2 separate regions of the Mus musculus genome follow, and region 1 is linked to region 2. The links are chromatin contacts, called in public HiChIP or PLAC-seq maps. All regions are on one chromosome and are shown on one strand. Each heading gives the region's core, a stretch centred on a gene start, on an enhancer-like site or on the middle of the called end of the contact. The rest is flanking DNA. Distances are from core to core; before and after follow the strand shown. Region 1 holds the start of Smarca5 (SWI/SNF related, matrix associated, actin dependent regulator of chromatin, subfamily a, member 5). Region 2 overlaps Anapc10 (anaphase promoting complex subunit 10).

Region 1 (2,700 bases), core at 87-2,586, 1.0 Mb before region 2:
ATATATGTGAGGGGGTTGAATCCCCTGGAACTAGACTTAACAGTTATGAGCTGACATACGGGTGCTGGGAATTGAACCAGTGCTCTTAACCTTTGAACCATCTCTTCCAGCTCCTTATATCTATTAGTTTTTGGAGACACTTTTAGTGTCTTTTAGTCTAGGCTGGCCTAGTAGCCAAGGATGACCGTGCCTACACTTCTCTAAGTGCTGGGATTTGGGGTACGAGTCACGGCATCCAGATTAAATAGTGCTAGGACTCAAGCCCAGGATTTCATGTATGCTCCCCAACAACTCACCAAATGAGCTACAGTATGTTAAACGAGAGCGTTTTCAGGTTCTCCATTTTAGTTAACGATTATTCGACTGGTTAAAACATTTGAAATTATATATGAATATTATCTATTCCAAGAAGTTTGAAAGTAACTCTGGAAAAGACTTTTTATTCAACATAGGTGGGGACTAAATAATGGGATTAATTAAGATAAAGATCTTTTGTGCCTGGGAGTAGGTGGGGGATGAATGGAACAGTGTTTATATTCCGTAGGATTCAGTAGCCTCCATGACAGCCTAAGGCAGGATAAAGAAGCAACACGAATAACGAACACTTGTTTCCTCGGTGTAGCCCTGGCTGTCCTGGAACTCGCTCTGTAGACCAGGCTGGCCTCAACTCAAGAGATCCGCCTGTCTCTGCCTCTGTAGTGCTGGGATTAAAGGTGTGCGCCACCACGCCTGGTAAACACTTCTTGAGACAAATGTGTATTTGTTTCATGCGAAAACTCGCCATCATTTGTCTGCCTTTATCTGCTGCCATTCTAACAGGGCAGCGCGTCTTCTGTCTTAACTTGAACTTGACAAACGCCGAACTCTCTAAACGAAGCCGACTGACGGAGCGAACACGCAGACTTTTTAATTCTGAGGTGATTTTTCTTCTCAGGCGTCCAACGTCACTTAACGTCACGCCCGTGAGCGAAGGCGGCAGGACGACGAAGGCCAGCCCAGGCCTTTGCTCCTTGCCTAACAGTCGCGCCGTTCCCAAGAGGGAGCCCTAGCGCGGCGGAAGACAGCGAGCCGAGCCGTTACGGGAGCGCCGAAGACCCAGCTCGCGTCACTCGGAGGAGCGGAGGCGCAAAGCACCGCCGACGCGCTTCCTCGAGGCCCCGCCCACTCGGCTCCACAGCCCGCTAGAGGCCTGGAGGAGGCGGGGCCAAGGAGGAGCATGCGCACGCGCCCTCGCGAGCCGGCCTTCTAAGGGGGAACGAGCGATCTCGCGAGGGTTGAGAGCGGGTGGCGTAGGTAGCTGTCCTGGTTGGCTGGAGAAGAGAATCCACTCCCGGAGAGGAGAAGGCGCCGGGAGGCCTCTGAGAACCTTCCGTTTTCCTTTCCCTTTCCCTCGGCCCTCCGCCTCCTCAGAGTCAGCCCGCCTTCCCTGACCTCCGTGACCCCGCTGGCCCCGCCCACTCCCGTCGACGTGATTCCCGCCGTGAGGTAAACGCCTGTGGAGCAGAGTCCCGCGGAAGAGGACGGCGAGGCGAGCGGCGCGGCTGGGCCGGCTCGGGTCGGTGGCGGAGCCCTCGCGCGTGAGAGCTTCCGGGCAGGTCTCACTCCTCCGGCGGCCCGGACGCCCGTGTCGCGCAGGCCCAAGCCGCTTCCCTCGGCGCCGCGCCTGCCCGTGGCCGCGGCGGGTGACGCAGCCGGAACATGTCGTCCGCGGTGGAGCCTCCGCCGCCCCCGCCTCCCGAGAGCGCGCCTTCCAAGCCCTCGGCGGCGGGCGCCGGCGGGAGCAGCAGCGGCAACAAAGGCGGCCCCGAGGGCGGCGCGGCGCCCGCGGCTCCGTGTGCTGCGGGCTCGGGCCCCGCGGACACCGAGATGGAGGTGAGCGCGGCCGTGCGCGGGGAGGGAGGGAGGTGGATGCTCGGCCGGCGCGTCTCCTGCTCTTCACCTTTACCTTTTCCCCTCGGTGTAGCTAGCCTAGCCCGACCGCGGATCGCTCTTACGAAACACATGTTCCTGATTACTGGGGCCGAGGGGACCCGTTTCCTCCATTGCCAGGCTCCCCCAGAACTCGCTCAATTTCTCCCGATTTAGGTTTTAGTTTGCACTAAACTTTGAGGAAGGCGAGGGAGATGCCCCTCCGGAGTGGGATTCCCGGGGCGAGGGGCGACGTTTCCCAGCGTCGCAGCTGGGGACTTGCGCCTCCAGTGCCTCATCCCCGTGCTGGCGGGGGCGGCATCTGTCTGTTCTGGGCAGAGACAATGGCGAGAGCTGGAGGGCCGAGTGCGCAGTGGGGATAAGCGGGGCGCAGCTGCTTGTGTGCAACGAGGGGAAGCCCCTCCCGGGCCCTGCTCCACCGGGAGGGGAACGAGCGTGACAGCCGCAGCACCTGTCCTGGATCCCCATCCAATTACGGGTGTATGCATGGAGAACTGAATGAATGGGAGCCTCGGGGAAGGATGATGGGCTTCTAGCTCTGCGCATTGCTTCCTTTTGAAGCCATTCGGAGGATTCGCTGTTGAACCACCTTCTTGGGGCTCCAGTGGGCCAGATGATGGTGACAATACTGGAGGAAGCGGGGAGAGAGTGGAAAATGGGGGAGCTGCCAGGCAGGTCTCTTTGGACATGCTCCCAGGCATTGAGTTGCCTGGGAACAAAGTTACTGCTTCCAATTTTTATTCTTGGCCTTGGCCTTGTTTTGAGGTATTC
Region 2 (2,700 bases), core at 105-2,604:
ATGAGTAAACTGAGAGGCAGAGCCAAGAGCAGGAACTTACAGAACATTCTACTCTTTTTTTCCTGTTGTTTTTTAATTCAGTTATTTAATATTAGTTAAGTTATTTAATAATAGCCCATCTACTATTGGGCTAGTTAATTCAGTCCAAATTGAAAAGCTGTAAGTCAAAGACTGTATTATTTTAATGGGATCGTTTTTTAAAAATCAGGGTGAAGTAACTACATGTGAATATTACTAATGTGAAATAAAAACTACCACAGAGACACTTGAACATCCCTAATTATTGCTGCTCTATTCACAATAGCAAGAAAACAGAACCAGCCTTTATGCCCACTATTATGAATGGATTATGAGAATGTATATGTATTCAATGGAATTTTATTCAGGCACAAAGGAAAATATAATTCTCAGAAAAATTGATGGATGTAAAAATATATTGAGTGAGTTTATGTCAATTTCATATGAACTACAGTCATCTGAGAAGAGGGAACTTCAATTTAAAAAATGTCTTCATAAGACCAGGCTGTAGGCAACCCTGTAGAGCATTTTCTTAATTAAAGGTTGATGGGGAATGGCCCAGCCCACTGTGGGTGGAGCCTTCCTTGGGCTGGTGGTTCTGGGTTCTATAAGAAAGCAGGCTGAGCAAACTAGTTAGCAGCATTCTTCCATGGCTTCAGCATCAGGTCCTGCCTCCAGGTTCCTGCCCTGTTTGAGTTCCTGTCCTGCCTTCCTTCCATGATAAACAGTGCTGTGGAAGTGTAAGCCAAATAAACTATTTCTTCCCCAGCTTCCTTCTTGGTCATGGTGTTTTACTGCAGCAATAGTAACACTAAGACAGCAAAATAATCCAGACCTGACAAGTACTGTCTGCCTTCTCTCACATGTGGAACCTAGCTTGAAGTGTCTTATGAAGATATGTGGGTATCACATAACCAGGATGGGGAACACCACAGGAGGGGACAACAGGGATTAAGGAACAGGAAGGGAGCTGCAGAGCACACATGATGTGAAATCAGGCAAAATGCTACTGAGGTGATATAAGACTCTGGGGAGCCTTAGCTTATTGGGGACCCCGAATGAACTGCATGGAGCCAGGATCCATGCAAAAAGCAAGAGGAACTTATTGTTCCAGTGCACTGGGGTCATCCCAGACTCTGAAGGAGAGGTGGTGTCCACCAGTACCCAGTCGCTAAGTTTTAAATATGATTTCCAGGGGCATGGAACAGTGCACCCTTTAAACTGATTGATCTTTAGGGAATGAGGTGACAAGGACTTCCCTTGTCTGAAGGTGAGCAAAGGGTCAGTCCTGCAGAATGTGTCCCCACCTGCAGGTCTGTGAAATGCTAATTAGCCTCTCCCTTCCAGAGGACAGAGTGTTTCATGACCTTCCCAAAGTTCCTATGTGCACCTTTTCAGTGAAAGGGTACAAGGAGTAGGAAAGGAATGTGATAGAAGAGGGGAGAGAAGGATTAATAAAAACCAACTGTGTTTGAAAACACCATAATGAAACTTAATAGTTTGTATACTAAATAAAATTCAAAAGAAACAAATGTAAGCACACATATACATAAAATCAGAAAGTAGAATGGTAGGTACCAGAGATTAGTGATATAGGGGTTAAGAAGATGCTAGTCAAAAGGAAACAAAATTTCAGTTAGATGGGAAGATCAGCTCAAGAGACCTACTGTATATCATGGTAACTATGGACAATAATTATTTTATAATTGACAATTACTAAGACAGTAAATTTTTTACATTTACTTATTTATTGTGTATGTCTGGGGGGAGATGAGAAGAAAATATGTGGCAGTCAGCTCTCTCTCCTGTAGTGTTTTGAATATGCTTGGCCCAAGGAGCGGCACTATTAAGAGGTGTGGTCTTGTTGGATAAAGTGTGTCACTGTGGTGTGGGCAATAAGACCCTTCTCCTAACTATGTGGGAGCCAGTCTTCTCCTGAGTGCTTTCAGATCAAGATGGAGAGAGAACTCTCAGCTCCTCCAGCGCCATGCCTGCCTGGATGCTGCCATGCTTCCTGCCATGATGACAATGGACTGAACATCTAAACCTGTAAGCCAGCCCTAATTAAACGTTGTCCTTTATAAGAGTTGCCTTGGTCATGATGTCTCTTCACAGCAATGGACACCTTCCAATCATATGGGTCTCCAGTACTGAACTCAGGTCATTAAGTTTGTTAACAAGCATCCTTAGCCAATGAGCCATCTCACTGGCCCAATAAAATGGTAGACTTTAAGATGTTTTCAGTACAGAAGAAAGGAAAAAAAATCGTATGATGAGAAGAACAAGAGGAGATGGATGAGGAGAGAGGAAAGAAGGAAGGAGAAAGAAAAAGACAGATAGACAGACAGACAGACAGACAGACAGATAGTGTTTAGAGAATTGGTAAAGTGCTTAGTTAAAGTAAAAACACAAGAAAATTAGTTGGATCCCCCCGCCCCCACCAGAGTCCACATAAAAAGGTTGCACACATTGCCATGTTTGTTATAATCTGTAGCACTGGGGAGGTGGAGACAAGAATATCTCTGGGTCCTACTAGCCAACATCATAACCTACTTGATAATCTCCAAAATGAGATGGATATGACCTGAGGAGGAACACCTTTACATTCATACACATACACAGAAAAGTGTGTTAAGTAAAGCACATGCTAATACATTTCATTGTTCTACAATGAATACACCA

Evidence for each region. HiChIP or PLAC-seq counts read pairs in DNA pulled down with a chosen protein or histone mark.
Region 1: a contact with region 2 is called in an H3K27ac HiChIP or PLAC-seq map of embryonic stem cells, with 6 read pairs. The contact joins the promoter of Smarca5 here to the enhancer-like site in region 2. A contact is called at or near these places in 11 of 39 promoter capture datasets (the C10 cell line, the HPC-7 cell line, cranial neural crest and 8 more), 3 of 484 Hi-C or Micro-C datasets (bone marrow-derived macrophages, cumulus cells and olfactory sensory neurons), 10 of 115 datasets of contacts at active chromatin or transcription factors (acute myeloid leukemia, bone marrow-derived macrophages, cardiomyocytes and 7 more) and 3 of 9 other capture datasets (adipose tissue, embryonic stem cells and liver).

The regions. Positions count from the first base shown.
Region 1 is chr8:80,738,095-80,740,794 of GRCm38.p6, reverse strand. It overlaps Smarca5 (SWI/SNF related, matrix associated, actin dependent regulator of chromatin, subfamily a, member 5), which reads left to right and starts at 1,336. Exons shown (of 24, transcript NM_053124.2): 1 at 1,336-1,872. The coding sequence starts at 1,699.
Region 2 is chr8:79,740,270-79,742,969 of GRCm38.p6, reverse strand. The region is part of intron 4 of Anapc10 (anaphase promoting complex subunit 10); the gene reads right to left. Among named protein-coding and RNA genes, the nearest start is that of Anapc10, 30 kb to the right of the region's middle. Within about 2 kb of position 1,354, at least 3 of the 459 cell types and tissues checked have an H3K27ac peak or open chromatin away from gene starts, as enhancers often do. A contact at or near this core is called in embryonic stem cells, where this site is marked.